2 separate regions of the Dromaius novaehollandiae genome follow, and region 2 is linked to region 1. Evidence: chromatin contacts called from public Hi-C data. All regions are on one chromosome and are shown on one strand. The core of a region is the stretch at or near the end of the contact, and the rest is flanking DNA. Distances in the headings are between cores, read along the strand shown. Region 1 overlaps SLC10A7 (solute carrier family 10 member 7). Region 2 overlaps TTC29 (tetratricopeptide repeat domain 29).

Evidence for each region. Hi-C and Micro-C count contacts between places; a contact is called where the count stands out from the background.
Region 2: a contact with region 1 is called in a Hi-C map of liver, with 9 times the contacts expected there. The contact joins two enhancer-like sites. A contact is called at or near these places in 3 of 4 Hi-C or Micro-C datasets (brain, liver and ovary).

What each region holds. Positions count from the first base shown.
Region 1 is chr4:37,271,132-37,278,937 of bDroNov1.hap1, reverse strand. All of the region lies in intron 5 of SLC10A7 (solute carrier family 10 member 7), which reads left to right. Among named protein-coding and RNA genes, the nearest start is that of SLC10A7, 86 kb to the left of the region's middle. Within about 2 kb of position 3,032, at least 2 of the 2 cell types and tissues checked have open chromatin away from gene starts, as enhancers often do.
Region 2 is chr4:37,512,430-37,520,235 of bDroNov1.hap1, reverse strand. It overlaps TTC29 (tetratricopeptide repeat domain 29), which reads left to right. Exons shown (of 12, transcript XM_064510783.1): 4 at 6,709-6,932. Among named protein-coding and RNA genes, the nearest start is that of TTC29, 20 kb to the left of the region's middle. Within about 2 kb of position 3,600, at least 2 of the 2 cell types and tissues checked have open chromatin away from gene starts, as enhancers often do.

The sequences.
Region 1 (7,806 bases), core at 1,783-4,282:
CCAGAACACAAGACCATCCTTCGGTAAATGCCTCGATCAAACAAGCATTTGTTCTTTCTCTCACCGCTGTATGTGGGAAGTAAACACAGAGATGTTCTTCTCAGCTGAGATGGCAGCAGCTGTGGGCATGCAGAATAGAGGAAGGCCATTTAATGACATGTTCTTTGGTGGCTACAGGCTCTTCTAGCACTTAAAGACACAGAGAGATTTCATAGAATATGACTTTAAATTCAGGCACCTCAATTCTACCCAGGTAGCACCATAGGCATTTGAATGGTTATGGCTCTAGCCTTTGATGACCCATGTTATAACAGGTGGATACAAGCTTTATAATTACTTTATAATAGGTATCATCTGTATACTGTGGGAAGAAACATTTGTACCATCTAACAGCAGTGCCTGTGTAGACTTCCTTTACAATCACTGGAGCTGATGATGATTTTTAAGAGTATCTAAATTAGGTGCTTACCTATCTTCTCTCATTAAATACAAAGTCCAGGCTTTTAACGTGTATGTTTTAAGTTATATGCCTTAATGCTAAGTGGTAGAAATAGCCTTTCCCCCACCAAAACATAGTGTTTAATAGAATAGGTTCTACCATAATGCAAACCGATAATAATTTGACTTGCATGTATATTAATAGGTTTATGGAAATAAGCTCAAATTGAATCATATCTCTTCTTTAGTTTGGGCAGCTTTTCAGATTTTCCTGCATTTTTAAATTCTCAGCACAGTTATGTTTCATAGTTTTCTTTTTGTTGTTGTTGTTGAAAATTATTTCCTTCATGTCATTTGATTAGCAAAAATACTAGCCATAGTAACCACCATAAACATGTTTGTATAACTAATGGTAAAACTTCTATCAGATGGATTTTGTGTCATTAGCTGTCAGGGCTGCAGAAGATGAGTAGTTAACCAAGTAAGTAATGTGTAACATTATCACTGACGGAACATTTCTTACCATTAAGCCTTCAAACTCTTATTCAGCTGTCAACACATGGGCACTTTCTGGAGCCAAATTCTCTCATGCTGTGCACTGCCTGCAGCTCGCCTGAAGCTCAACTTTGACTAAAAGTGTTGATTTCACTTCTTTTAGCCTTGTTCTCATTTAGTGTTAAAACCTGCTTAGAGTCTGCCTTTTATTCTGTAAAGTACACATGCATGTGTCATCCCTCACACACTTCTGATGTGAAGTTAAGGCGCTCAAAAGACACGCTAGTAATCTTAATGAATAATTGATTAGAAAGGAGTCTGGCAGTGTTAATTGTGAGGTGCAGCTGAGTGAATGCCAAAACAAAAGCTCCTCTAAATGTTTCCGAAAACCTTGTAAAGTCTTTAGCATTGAGCAACAGGGTCAGTGCACTGAAGTGGAATTTAAAGGAGGTTCTTGAATGTAATGGGTTTTGACTTGCCTTTGTCATGTGCCTCAGTGCATCATTGATTGAGCACTCATTTGTTAAATCAGCTGTATTTTTTGCCATTTGTCAGAGCATAGACACTTACTGCAGTCTCTTTTTCCTTTAAACATGAGTTTCTTGTCTTAATAAATCACAGGTGTAAATTAGCTTTTATCTAAGATGATCAATTTTCAAGCACAGAGAGACATGTGAGGATGCTCCCAAGGAAATACATTGGGAACATTTTTTTTCTTAACTATTAGAAGAAAAAGGAAAGATCAGGGGTATGTTTTAGCTGAAACATTGATAATTCATGTCTTTAAATTCAGCTCCCAGCAAAATGGTCAGAAATGATTTTATTTGGAAAGCTCTAAATGGTGTGTATTGAAAGAGTAGTTCAAGGTAACCAGTGTTCAGTGAATTCCCCAAGAAATGAGCAGAGGAAACCGGAGGGTTAAGGAACAAGCAGTGTACTGTGCGTTTGCGGCTATGAGAGATGCTCTCTGATTAGTGGAAAGGCTAATTACCTGGAGTGCGTGGGAGTGCTGTAGGTGCCGTGCATACCTGATTAGCGTTCTGACAGCAGGGCAGAAGAAAGAAGACCTTGAGAATGTGCCAAAAATATCCCTTTATGTAAGCAGATGCTGGTACCCTTGGAAGAGAATAGTCTCTTATTCAGAATGATTATTGCTGCTAGTGATAAGTATTCTACAGACAGGCCATCAACTTCTGAGAAATGTACCTGGGCAGTATTTAATACAGCAGTTACCTGGCAAATCTGGAAATGTTCATCTTGATGCCCTGTGCTTGCTGGATAAATGACCAAATCAGATTTATTTGGCAATTGTCGTCACAGCTCAGGGTCTGAGACACAAGTCTGTAGCTGCAAGAGGCTGAAGAGAAGCCAACATTAGGAGGGTTTTTTTGAATATTGAAACTAGGAATGAAGTTTCTCTATCACATCAGTAAATAAGAGTTCCTTAAAAACATATATGAGACAAAAAGTATAAAGCACCTGTATCTGTATGTGAGGGACACTTGGAACTCAGCCTTTTGAATTATTGTACTTTTATCCAGTCTTTTTAGAAAAAGCTGATTTTGAGGACAGAAGAAAGATGAACAGAAAGGAGAGAGCCTGGCAAAGACTACGGAAAGCCAATCATGTTGACAGAAAGACAAGCCAGTCACACTGACAGAAGAATTTAAAACTTACTGATAGAATGGAGTTTGCCACTGTAACTGGCCAGATATAATTAGAATTAGAAAGAGCACAGGCAGAGTCTTTAGCACTGAAACCTCCTCTTGCTGAAGGAACCGTTTCTGCAAGGTGTTGAATGCCTCCTTTTTGCAGGAGCTGTAAGTGCTCAGCACCTTCAGGCTGGGGACCATAATAAGCAGCAATCTGAAGTTATCGCAAAGTTGCAAGTGGTTAGAATCACAGTCTGTTTTCTTGTGGAGAATCATGATAAGGAATTTAATTGCAACTGTGACTTGATAAATACGTTGTTGTTGTTGTTGTGGCAAGTAAACTGTGGTGACACTTGCTGTAATTGCAAAAGCTGTCCCACACAGCGCAGAGTCCCTCACTCTTAGACAGACTCTACAAGTAGCTTGTAACTTAAGCAGCTGTTTTCACTTTCGATACTGCCAGGCGCTCAGGGACAGTTTCCTTTCTTCTCTCTCTGGCTCCCTAGGCTCTATCAAAAGTGTGAATTTGAAACCAAACAAAATAAAGCTTCAGTCCACATCTTTACTGAGCCTTTACATGTACGTTTTCCTGTTTTGAGTTCTTTTAAACTGTAGCTATCAGAAAGAATAAAATAGTGCATCATCTAGAAAGTACTGAAGTGATCATCCAAGCAATTTTCTTCTCCCTGAAGCCAGACAGCCAAAGCTTTTTATTACTGCCTGACTGAACTTCCTCTGTCTGGCTAGGTTGTTAGGCCACCGAATTGTGATGTAGCTTTTGATTGTAGGCAAAACAGAAAAAACAAGTTAAATACAATATTTAAAAAGAAAAAACTCTGTTACATAAGATACATCAAAAACAACACAGCAGTTTTATAGCACTTAATTTTTGTGGAATGCTCCAGTGAGCATCTGACAAAGTCAGTGCTCTCTGGGAGTGTTTGCCTGTTCGGAGGTCCTGAAGCTTTTTAGTTATTGTACCTCCTCAGTAAAACAGTGTAGCTAAAAACTTTTAAAGTCTCTTAGATGGCTTATAGCTCATTTACAGCACCAACATTGAGAACTACCATCCCAAGCAGTTGTTACTTTTAACCTGTAGGATGGTTATTTCTACTCCATATATGAGGTGGGATGCTCTCTCTTGTGTTTGATCCAGAAATGAGACTGATGATGGCAGTGTTGCCTTTTAATAGGGCCTCCATTTATCCACTGCACAGTGATATACAAACCTGCATTACATGCATTTGTATTGCCTATAAGTGCTTTGTATATATAAAAAAGCAGTTGTGTCTAATTGTAAATAACCAATTAACCAATAACCAAATAACCAATGCAGGGTTTTTTTTGACTCTGCCACCTTTGTGAGAGTGTGCAGCAAAACTTCAGAAAAAATTAGCAAAACTTCAGAAAAAATTTCACGCTGAAATTACACTTAGAACCAAAAGGGCCAATAAGAAGCTGATGGTGACCAAGATGCTGGGTCGGGATCCCCTCTCTAATGAAATGTTTTCTCATACTTTTCAGACCCAGACAGCCAGGACCTGATTATTTCTCATTTGTAAGGTATCACCTGCAGAATTATAGCAGAATCTGTATTTAACACCAAGATGTGGCTATTATTTAATCCCCCATATAATACTGACTTGGACTTTTGGGGGGGAATTTTCAAAATGGTTGAAGCTGGTGGGTCACGGTGATGCATGACACTGATTAGGTTGCGTATCTTGATTTCTTTTATATCAATCAGGCAAACAGCACAATTGAGAACTAGTTTGAAAATTAGGTCAGTTATTAATCTTAGGATGGATTAAATCTTGTAGAAGTACATGTGTTCGGGATAGAGATAGCAGGTGATTTACTCATTTCATGACTCCTGTGGCGAGTACTCTCTGCAACCCACCGGAAGAAATAGTTTATGAAGAGTGTTGATCACCAAAGTAGACACAAACAAATGCTCTTGTTAGTTAGAAAATCCTAGGAGTTAGTAAAAATGAAGTGCCTTAGGGATGTGTGTTGTTCCTCCAGCTAATGAGGTTCTGTGAATGGGTGTGTGGCATGTCATTTAGAAATGAAATCCCTTATAATTAATGAAATAAAAGGAATGTAGTCAACTTGTACAAAAGGAATTGTTCTGGATACAGAGCACTTAGGCCTTTAGAAATATAAATATACAAATGCCATACTGTGAACTTCCAGCCTTGCAGTGGTTCTTTGGGAAGAGCTGGAGCAAAGCCTGGAGGAGGGAGTAAGAAGCTATCTAGGGAGCCCAGATGTCCTTGAGGACAGAGAAGGCTGAAGACTCATGCCCTGCAAAAGGGAAGGTAGAGCTCTTTGATAACATCTTTCCATTGCTCCCTTATTTCAGCTCTTCTAGAAGGAGGAAACACCTTCTGAGTTCTCAATGCTGGCTGGCTGTTTGAGCTCTTGGGAGCTCAAATCAAAAAAGCTCATCTTGTGGGGGCTGGGAGGGCAGTATTTTCTCTTTATTCGTTTCCAGTCTCGCATCTTCCCCTGCCTAGGTAGTCTCTCCTGGACTGGCGTTGTTTTGTTTTCAGAAATCATTTTCCTCCTCTGGAAATATTCTATTATGTTATTGAATCAAAGATCCATATTTCAGGACAGATTATTTCAATGCAAAACTGGTGTTCATATCAGACAGGGGAAAAGCAGGCTCCTTCTGATGGCAAGCTTTTGTTGCGTGGCGAGCAGCACAACCCATGCAGGAAATTGAAGTGCAAAAAGTGCAAGGGCAAGTTTTTGTTTTGTGCCCACCCAACCTTTTAAAATTATTATTACTGCTACAGTTAGTTCTTTAGACTGCCTCTGCCTGAGATTTGAGCTTTCTACAACTTGCCTGCTGCAGCACCCAGGGGTGCTGACATTAGTCTGCCCAGGTAAGCTGTGCCATAGCGCCTGCGTCAGGAGGGTCTCCACAAAACGCTCCCTGCAGTGCCTGTGGGCCTCCGGGCTGCTGCCCTGCTCAGCCTCATCCCCGTGTGCCGCCTTCCCCTGCAGCGAGGCAGCATGGGGCAGCCCGGCAGCCTTTCCTGCAGGTGCTCCTGGTGCTGCTTGCAAGGGCGGGTGGGCTTTGGGATCCATGCAGCATGCACTTGCCAAGTCGAGTTTTGGGGATGACTCATACTCCAGGCTTTTCCTGGGACCTGTCAGCTCAAAATCAGTATAGCCGTAGCTCTTTTGATGTGACAGAACTGTAGATTCAACCAGTTTCATGTGCGCTTCAAAGCAGTTGTCAGGTTCTTTGGGAGGTGGAGTGAGTGATTTAGGATGAGGGGCAGGCTGCTGTAGGCAACAGCTTGGCTGAATGGGTCATCTGTGACTTGAGAGAGGGTGTGTTTAACAAATGCTTCACTCACATTGTCTTGAAAGTGAGATTTGCATCCATATACAGTGAATAATATTTCAAAAAATGCACATATTTGAAGCAGATGGTTCAAAAAAAATACAAGATATTCCAAGGACTTTGAAAACAAGAACTTGGGCTTTTGCACACCCTACTACGTATTAACAATAATTTAACAATGCATATTAATAATGTTCTTGTTGCAAAAGTGCATATTGAGAGCATTAGACTGTATTTTAAGCAGGTTGTCTACTTGGGAGGGGGTATCCAAAACAACACTGAAATTTCTCACTCTTGGGCCTGTTTGGACAGTAGTAGTAGACTAGAGGGGTGGCTGAGTGCGTGAGAAACCGCAAAAAGCATGTCACAGAGAGGCAAGACCCAGTTTGTACTGCTTGTATGGAGTTGGTGAAATGAATAATAATTGGTCTAGTCGTGCTCAACTACATTTGGGGTTAGAACTGAAAAACAACTTTTCTGCTATAAGACAATTGTGTGACTTTAAACAGAATAAAGTTTCTTTCGTAACAAAATTGTTTTTGTCTGCACCTAGCTAAACTAAGCAGTCACATTTGTGTTTTGCGTTTTAGTGTGCTATAATGTGTACTCATTTCCAAGGTGGGTGTTTTATTATCTTACACAAAAAGATCGTTTATATTCTTTTTTCCTTATTCATAGTCATTAATAACCTATTCAGCTCATGAATGTTCAGCAACGTATGTGCAATTCAGCATTAAAAATAGTTATCACAAGATAGCACTAGGTCAGAGCACAGGGTGGGTTATTTAAATTGTATTACTGATTGCTGCTTTTTGAAGATTTTCCTCAGTTGTTTATAAATCAATTGCTTTGCTTCAATACTTTCATTTAATAAAGGTGGCATGGCAGCACTGGATTGAGATGTCTTCTCTTGATGCCCAATTGAAAGCACGTGTTTATATAGTTTCATTTATTACACAAATCATCTAGTTCTAGGCTTTATTGTTCTTAAGCCACATCTTCCAACGCAGTGAATGTTTACTTATCTAATGCCGAAGTTATTACTGAAGTTAATGTTTTGAAAACACAGTGCAAGACTTAGGCTGGAATTTACTCAGATGTAGAAAGCAAGGATGATATGGGTTTTCAATAATTTTAGTTTGTGCATGTCTTGTAGACATTTTGCTATCTGCCCCCCGCCCTCCCGGGAGGGTGGATTGGTAGTGTACCAGCTGCTGTGCTCTGCTCCTAACATGGGAGATAATCACTCTCGTAATACCGCAGTCATAGTGTCTGTGGAAATGGATTTGAAAATACTGAAAATAAATAATAGCTAAAAAAACCACCCCAAAACATTGTTTTAAAACAGTGTCTAGCTCATTCCATTTATTATGATCTGCATATATTTTTAATAATGCTGTTGCTTTCATTGACTCTCTGTGTGTTTGTGCGTATGTGCATTTGCATGCATTAAGTTTCTTCTTCAGGAGCAATTTTATTTGGGACTGAACCTTCTGGGTTTCTGGGAAAGCAAAACCATTCTTGTTTGCCTCCTTGATGCAAACCATGGTATTTGAGTCCTCTTCAGTATGTGTTCATTATCTTACAAACAGAAATGGAAACTATCTCCTCTCCCTGTGCTCAAAATGAACATTATTGTTGAATTCCCAGGCCTCCTAGAATACTGGTTGCATTACAAGCAAGTAATTTTCTATGCTGTACTGTGGAGGAGACCATCAATTAGTATAAAAAGTGTTAATCATATTTGTTTTGTCTGTCCTGTGTTTGCGAAAAGAAGATACAATCAAAAGGCAAAGCTGTGTTTTTGTTCCTTTTAAAAATCCCTGACAAGCCCATGACACAGGCTACTGCTGTAGCTGT
Region 2 (7,806 bases), core at 2,351-4,850, 240 kb before region 1:
GTGGAATTACTTTTTGTAAGTGAACATAATTTAGAAAGGAAAGCAGAAAGATTAATGAGGATTTTTTTTTCCAATTATGCTTAAAATAGTAGGTAATGATCACAGGTGTTTGTGCACTGTTGTATAAAGAACATTTTTATGAGTGTAGCACTTTTGTCTTTATTTTTAAAGCTTTCCTAGCATTTATGTTTAGAGACAGAACATGCTAGAAGTTCATTTCTAAATTTATATTTCCATTTTCTGTATTAATGAGTATTCTTAATTATTCCAGTACTTACATTCATTTTAAGTGTCATCCTTTGATGTTTATAATTGATTAATTTTTCATTTTATGTAGTATTAAAGTGGCAGCATAGCCTTGAACAAAAGGAAGAGAGACCAAAATATGTGTTCATTGCAGGATGTTACTGACAGGTTCTGCATCTGCTTTTGATTACGTGATTTACGTAAATGTGTTGTTTGATTACAGTCGTAGACTGTAATATAATGTGAAAATTGCTGTCTTATTTATGCTGACAGTTATTGTACCTATATATTGGTGAAGTATATGGTATAAACTGCCTATATATTTTCTGATACACTTTATTTTCAGCTTTTCATTAATAGTTCTGAATACATAGATCCATGAACAGTTTCATACTTAAAAATTATCTGAATTGTTATCGAAGTAATTCCAGGGAGATGTTCTTCCCTATAATTATATGTACAAATTCAAATGCAGTATTTTTTCTTTATTACTTAGAGTATGGAGTTCTTTTTATAACATTTGAGAGTTTGGTTGAAGGAAATTTATGCTTTTTATATTAGGAAATTAGGTATTTCAAGTTTATATTTTGGAATTGGAACACATGCACCCCCCCCAACCACTTAATTCTCAGCCTTAGTAATCAAAAATTCTGATGTGTAAGCTATTACTACTTAATAGCGTTTACTGTACTTTCACATCTTTCATTTAATGAGATTACTATATTCTACAATATAAGATATTACTATCCAGTAAATATTTTATTAAAAGAAAAGTATTTAAGCAGACAGCCTTTAAACTAGGATTAAAGGGGGCAGTGCCCTGAATCAATTAAATAGGTTTGTATCAGTTGCGGTATGTGGTGCAAATATGCTGAATACGCTGGCCCAGTGAGGGCTTGACTCACCAAACTACTTACGTAAAAGTATATACATTTATCCACTGAGCTCAAATACTCAGACGACTCAGATATGTTTCCAAGTTAGGTGTGTACCTAGTTTTGGTGGTTTGCAACAGCGCAAGTACACAGTTTTATACCACTGTAACCTAGCTCTTTGCATCACTGAATGCCAAAGAGATGAAATCTTTCAGTTTTCATATATAAATACATACATCTTTAGGCAGTTAGACTGTATATTGCTATAATAATCCTACTTTATGGTTACATACCTAGCTTGCAGCTAAGTATTTGTGTAAGTGCTTTTTATGTTCAGCAAAAGTGTAAACTTTATGTTAGATGTTGATTATTAACAGTGTTACAAAATCATTTGCTTTGGGGGTCCAGCTATAACTAAATAATAATTTTCCTCTTTTGATTCTTAGAAGAAGCACCCTGAAAGTTTTAACCCTTATAGTATGCTTGGCTTTGCAATATTTTCTCTGTTTGTTTTTACTTAATGCACATACTTTTCAAATTTTAGTGAGGCAATTCTGATGTCTCCTTGTTTACACTGTGTGTGTTTTCATATAGGTTAAGCACAAAGTAGCTTACTGCATGTAATTTTCATTTTCCTGTAATTTTATAAACAGGAAATATAATATTTGTTTAAATAAACTCAGGCAAAAAGTTTTTTTTTTTTTTGCCTAATTTTGTGATCCTAATGTGAGGCATTTATATCAGTTATTGACTTGCCAACTACAGAAGGAAATCCCAAGTGGATGAAACCTATTTCAGTACAGTTTTTAAGGAGTGTAATATTTGGTACAGTAATTATTTTACACTGTAAGTACACTGTAATATTTTATATTGTATCACTGCTTACTCCATGCCAATTTGGTGCGTTACAGATGTGATTGTTACCATGCACTTGTAGAAGAATCAGCAGCTGGTGTTAACCTGTAGTACTTACTAAATCTTAGGAAATTGAAAGATATGAACCCTGATATGAAAAAGAAAATTCTCAGCTGAAAATGGTAACCTTTTGCACTGATTCTGCATGTAATTGCATAAAACTGTAATTGACTGTACCAGGTATGTGGTATATAAATTAGGCTCGTGACAAGTAATTCTGTTATGATGTATTGATTATTTTGATTATTTTTAATAGCAGTGTAAGTCTTTTGGCTTAATTTCTTTTTTCTTTCCTCTCTTTCAATGTGAAGGGTAGAATGCAAATAGCCTTGTTGCGTAGGATTTGGAGTTAAAAGGAACGTGGGATAGTACTGCCTTGATCTCTAGGTTTTGCTTAAGATTCTTGTAAAGGTACAATACAATAGCATAGGAAGCTCCCTGGGTTTGCAACAATAGTGTGATTTCATTAGCCTCAGTGAAGATTAGTATTTCTAATTTTTATACTGGTGAAGAAAGATTAGAATCGTGTTTCTATGCTTAAGTCAGATTCCTCAGTATCACTGGAGGTGTTCTTAGAAAAATAATGATAATGAAAGAAATCCGTATAAGAAAATTATGCAAGTAGCTGTATAGTGTAAGAAAAGTAAAATGCCTGTAGCAATATCCTGGTGTATTTAAAGGACTGGTATGTTAACAATAGCCGTGCTTTTTCAAGCTCACAGATCCACATTCAGTAGCTGCTTCCACCAGTGTAGTGTTAAACTCTATATGAAAATCATTTTTATGGTGCCACTAAAATGGTAACTTTAGCTTTTGCTGGTTATTTATTTTGTATTGAAAAATGTTCTGATCTCTTCCTCGCACACAAGCACCAATGCACACACAGAACTGTTCTGCACCTCGTGCTGTAAAATACTGTCCACTAAGTGGACCTCCTTGTCAGTGTTTTAGTAAGCCTGTGCAAACAAACACCTACTAACATCAGCCAGGTTTCAGTAATGACAGAGAGGAGGGTTACAGAGATGAACAGTAGACTTAGCATCACCTGTGTTTGTGTTAAGAATTAGGTCCTTCATCTGTTGCAATTTATGGATTAAAAAAACCCTTAAATCCACTGTTCTAAATTACGAGCAGATGAATCAGTCTCTTTGTTTTAAGCATAATGTTAAATGCATAGGTATGTCCCATATTTTATGTAAAAATAATTCGTTTTTAAAAATAGATCTAAAATCTTTTTCTCCTAACACGCACGCGCGGTCACTCAAAAGGGAAAGACGACTTCGGGGCTGTCTTCGCCCCACCGTTCAGTTGTGGAATCAAGCACAGGTAACGTTTCAAAACCAGGCGCCCGTCCAGCCGGGCTGGTACAAGTGCGTGCGCGGCGGGTCGGCGCTGCGCCGCCGGGCGCTGGTCGCGGGGAGCCCGGGTGGCTGCCGCTGCGCCCAGGGCAGCCCCGGCGCCTGGCCCCTCGTGCGGGCCGCGCGCGGCGCAGGGGAGCGGGGCTGGTGCCGTCCTTTGTTCTGCAGCCCCGTCTTGCTGCACTGGCAGCCGCAGGATCAACGCGTCCCGAGCGCAGTTCTCCCGACGCCCGGTAGATGCCCCCAGAGACCATCAAACCTCTTGAAAGTCGCCCCTTTAACCGAGTAAAAGACCAATCTTTTTCCATTTCGCTTCTCCAAGTAACCTAATTGTGCAAAGGAAACCCCAAATTGGCGTGGACGCAGTGTAGAAAAATAAACTTACCGGCTTAATAATATGTCATAATTATTCTGTTAGGTACTAAGGTTCAAAAGGTTTAGCATAAACTGTTTTATTAATGTAGTAGAAACACAGAGTAAAAGTTAATGGTTTTTATAAAATAAGTTATGTGCATTTAATTAAATATCAGTTTTTGACATTGATATTAGGAATAAAATAATCCTCACATATAAAACATGAGTCCTTCCATTTAATCTCTCCTTTTACATATTGCATGGTATTATAAAGATGCAATATGCGAAGACAAGCGATCACTTTGAGTAGTTACAGATTATTTGAAGATACAATGAAAAGTTTGCTTCTGTCACCTGCACTACTCCTCCTCTTTTCAAAAGCACCGTGTGTTGGAAAAATAATGCTGGCATTTTCATCCAGAACCACTATGATGATTGAAGCGATTTCAGAATTTGTTGCAGTGTCAGGCTCTTAGATGATATATTGTTCATCCCCATAATATCATTCATTTCTATCCCTATTTTATCCTTCATGTATGGTCAGTCATTTACAGTTTATATGTAACAGTAACTTAAGGACACAAATGTAGTATTTTACTCTTCAAGTATTTTCTGTTTTTAGATATAACTTCGTAAGATAACTTTTATCTTTTTTCTTTATATTTATCTCTAAAATTTGAATGTCTGCAGTAGACAGCTTCTTTCTTTATTTGTTATAAACACAGTTATCCTTGCCTGAGAAAAAGGTGTGGTCTGTACTATATGATTATTTCAGCATTACTTCAATTTAATTGACATGGGCTTTTTTTAAAACAATGGTGAAACAAATTAAAAAAAAACTGACTTATTTTTCTGTGTGTAAATGTATTGGTTTGTTTATTAACATTATTATGTTTGTGGGGAAAATGTGCTTTCACCTCAAGGAAAATGCATTGATCTGCAGCAAATATGTTACATGGACACAATATTTGTGTTTATATAAATATTGGTACTGTGCTCAGCTAGTATGCAGTGTTAAAAATTAACTAAATGACATTTTGATTAGTCACTTTTATGCTTTAGCGTCCTTTCTTACTTACTCCTAATATATCTACTCATGTAATACACGTACACACACATATAAATATATATATCACATTATATGAATAAATAAATGTGCATCTGTGCCAGCTATACAGATTGTGATTCCACTGCTTTGAGTTACATTGCTCTAGGTTTCAGTCTTAGGCCTGTGCAAGTTGGTAGAAATTTTTTACCTTTATTCTTCAACTTTCTTTCAGTTGAATAGAAATGTAAAAAAGAAAAAAGAAAGAGTAGAGAATGCATTGTAGTATATTAACGTAATATCTGCACAGTATTTTGAAGCTGTATATCTTGAATCTGATATATTCCAATTATAGCATATTCTGACAAATTAAATTTTAAATGTCTAAAGGTATTTCTCATTTACTTTTAGAAAAGAAATGTTGCAAATATTTTCTGGTATGGAATCATTATATATTTTCCCTTGCATGTGTGTATGTGTGCTTTTAAATCTTGAAAAACACCTACTTATATATTAAAAATAAATTCAGTACTGTCTAGCCTAAATCATGTCATGTATCTTTTAGAATCATGTAATATTTTTCTGTTCAGCTCTGCAATTGAAATGTAAGAAAAATACATATGCAGGATTCATCTGCATCTGTGTAATAATTTATGGTTTTTTATTTTAATAGTATTAAATAGGAAATAAACAGCACAGCTTATTCACTTATTAAATCTTATATTTCTGTTTATTCCATGGATATCTAGCTAAGAAGTTGTTTACACCATTTTCATTCTTATTAGACTTGTTAAAGAATTGCAGTAGCTCTTTTTAAGCTAGAAGTATTAGTCTCATTAGGCTATTGTTTAGTATGAGATTCATCTGAATTTATAATATATGGTGTAAATCTCAGTTTTCAGAATTCCGTATTTCTTTAAAAGATTGAGCATTTGCAGTTAAATACATTTTAATCCAAAAAGGCAGTTTTGGAAACAATTTGGAAACTTAAGTAGAAATTACAAAATAAAATTAGCACATCTAGGTCCTTATCGTTTTCCTGGAGCAAAGGTTTGTTTTCTCACGCTAGACACCTGCTTCTGCAAACCTTTACATATGTACTTTAGGTTTGCAAGCAGTCCCACTGGACTCATAGCTTGTTCCAGGATGGGATGCAGTGATTGTTTCATGCCACGTGAAAGAAATATTTAGATTTTTTTCTGTAAATAGTGCCTCAAAAGATCTATTACCTCTTGAGAATATTTAATCATGCATCTTTTTGATATGTATGTCTCATCAGTGTTTATGAATGGTATAACTTTCATGTAAATTCATCATTGTAGCTCTGTGGAAATAACATTTGATTTTAAAATCAGGGAGAATCATCAAACTTCTGTATCGGTATACCAGTCCCAGCTGAAGTTACATGCTAAACAGAAGCAAAATAATATGTAATGATTGTGTTTCTGGCATAGCATTTGTTTGACGTTTTAAACCAAGCCATCATAACCTCCAGCAAAACTATTTAACATATACATTGTTTTGACATGCGGAATGTGCTTCATTTTTCCCTGTACACTGTTTTAAAGCAAACTAAGAGTTTATTGTGTTTCCATGAACTAATGTAAACATCTCTTTTTTCCTATCAGTCAGCCTCTTTGGCCAGTACTAGCTGAAGAATACCTGTATATTTTTAACATGTTTGCAATATATATTGGGTATTGATTCACTGTTGCTATATTTACTTCCCTAGGGTGGGACCTCCTTAATCATACAATAACAGACTGTTTTTTGAGTAGGGGAGAAAATACCCCTTCTCCACTGGCGAGCTGCAGAGGTCTCTTCTTGAAAACTGTTTTAGTATCTCTACTTATTTAGTAAGGTGGAGAACAGAATACAGGTTTAAAGGACTAAAATCCACCTTTCTTATTCCCAGCTGCAGGAATTCATACAAGAAGAACATCTGCATAGACATGCTGCGACAGGGTTATCACAAGTCCTTCTCCGAGCTCTTCACTCTGATACAGAAGTGGAATGCCTTGAGGGAGGCTGCAGGGCCTGGGTCAGCCATATGGCAGCAGAAGTCCCTGGAGGAGCAGCCTGATAAGCTGGATCAGCTTTACCACTTCCTGACCAGGGCAGAGGCAGCCCAGCGAGCAGGTAAATGGGGGGATTGTGGGTAGCCGAGCAGCGGGAGCCGCAGCCGCGAATGCCTGGGGGAAGCTTCCAAATTGTTTCATGTATGAATGTGAAGCGTTACTGCATCTTAGCACATTTCAGCCTTAGTCAACTAAGCTGTATTTATAGAATAAATGATTAGGAACTGCAGACACCAGGAGAGGTTCTGTGAAATAAAAGGGGGAAAATATCCAGAGTGCATTGTGATATCATCAGAAATGTTTGATATATTTATAGTTCTGATAACATCTCAATTATTTTCTTATAGTTTCATTATTTATTATCTTTCTTTCTCTATTGATTTTGAGTAGAAAAATTTAATAGGTGAAATGTTGTTTCACACAGTAATAGTTTTATAAATCTGATTTTATTAAATACCCTGTCTGCTAACTATGTTTGGATTTGTGACTGACTTTAAAAGGCTTGTGAACATGTCAAATAAAATGCAACACACAGATGTAACATGCCACCTGTGAATTACTAGATATTAGTGAAGACATAACTCCAAATTACTGTATTTTTTCTACTGGGTACCCATTACTAAGCTCTCGTATTTATCGTTTCCTTTTGCTATAAATAGTAACCTAACTTATTCTCTCTTTCTGCTTTGGAATAATTGTAGGAATGGAGACAGATAAAGCTCTTACTACAATCCTATTTTGTAGCAGAGCTGATTTTGTTATAGGTGTCTTGTTTCATGTTACATTTCAGTCGTGACAAGGAGGGAAATCTAAAATTAAGCTTGTGAGTTTGGGACCTGAACTTTTTGCCTGAACTTCAGAAACAGAAAACTTCATTTTAACAAAGAAGAAAAAAAACCCCTTCTTCATTTAAAAATGGCTCATTTTAAATGTTT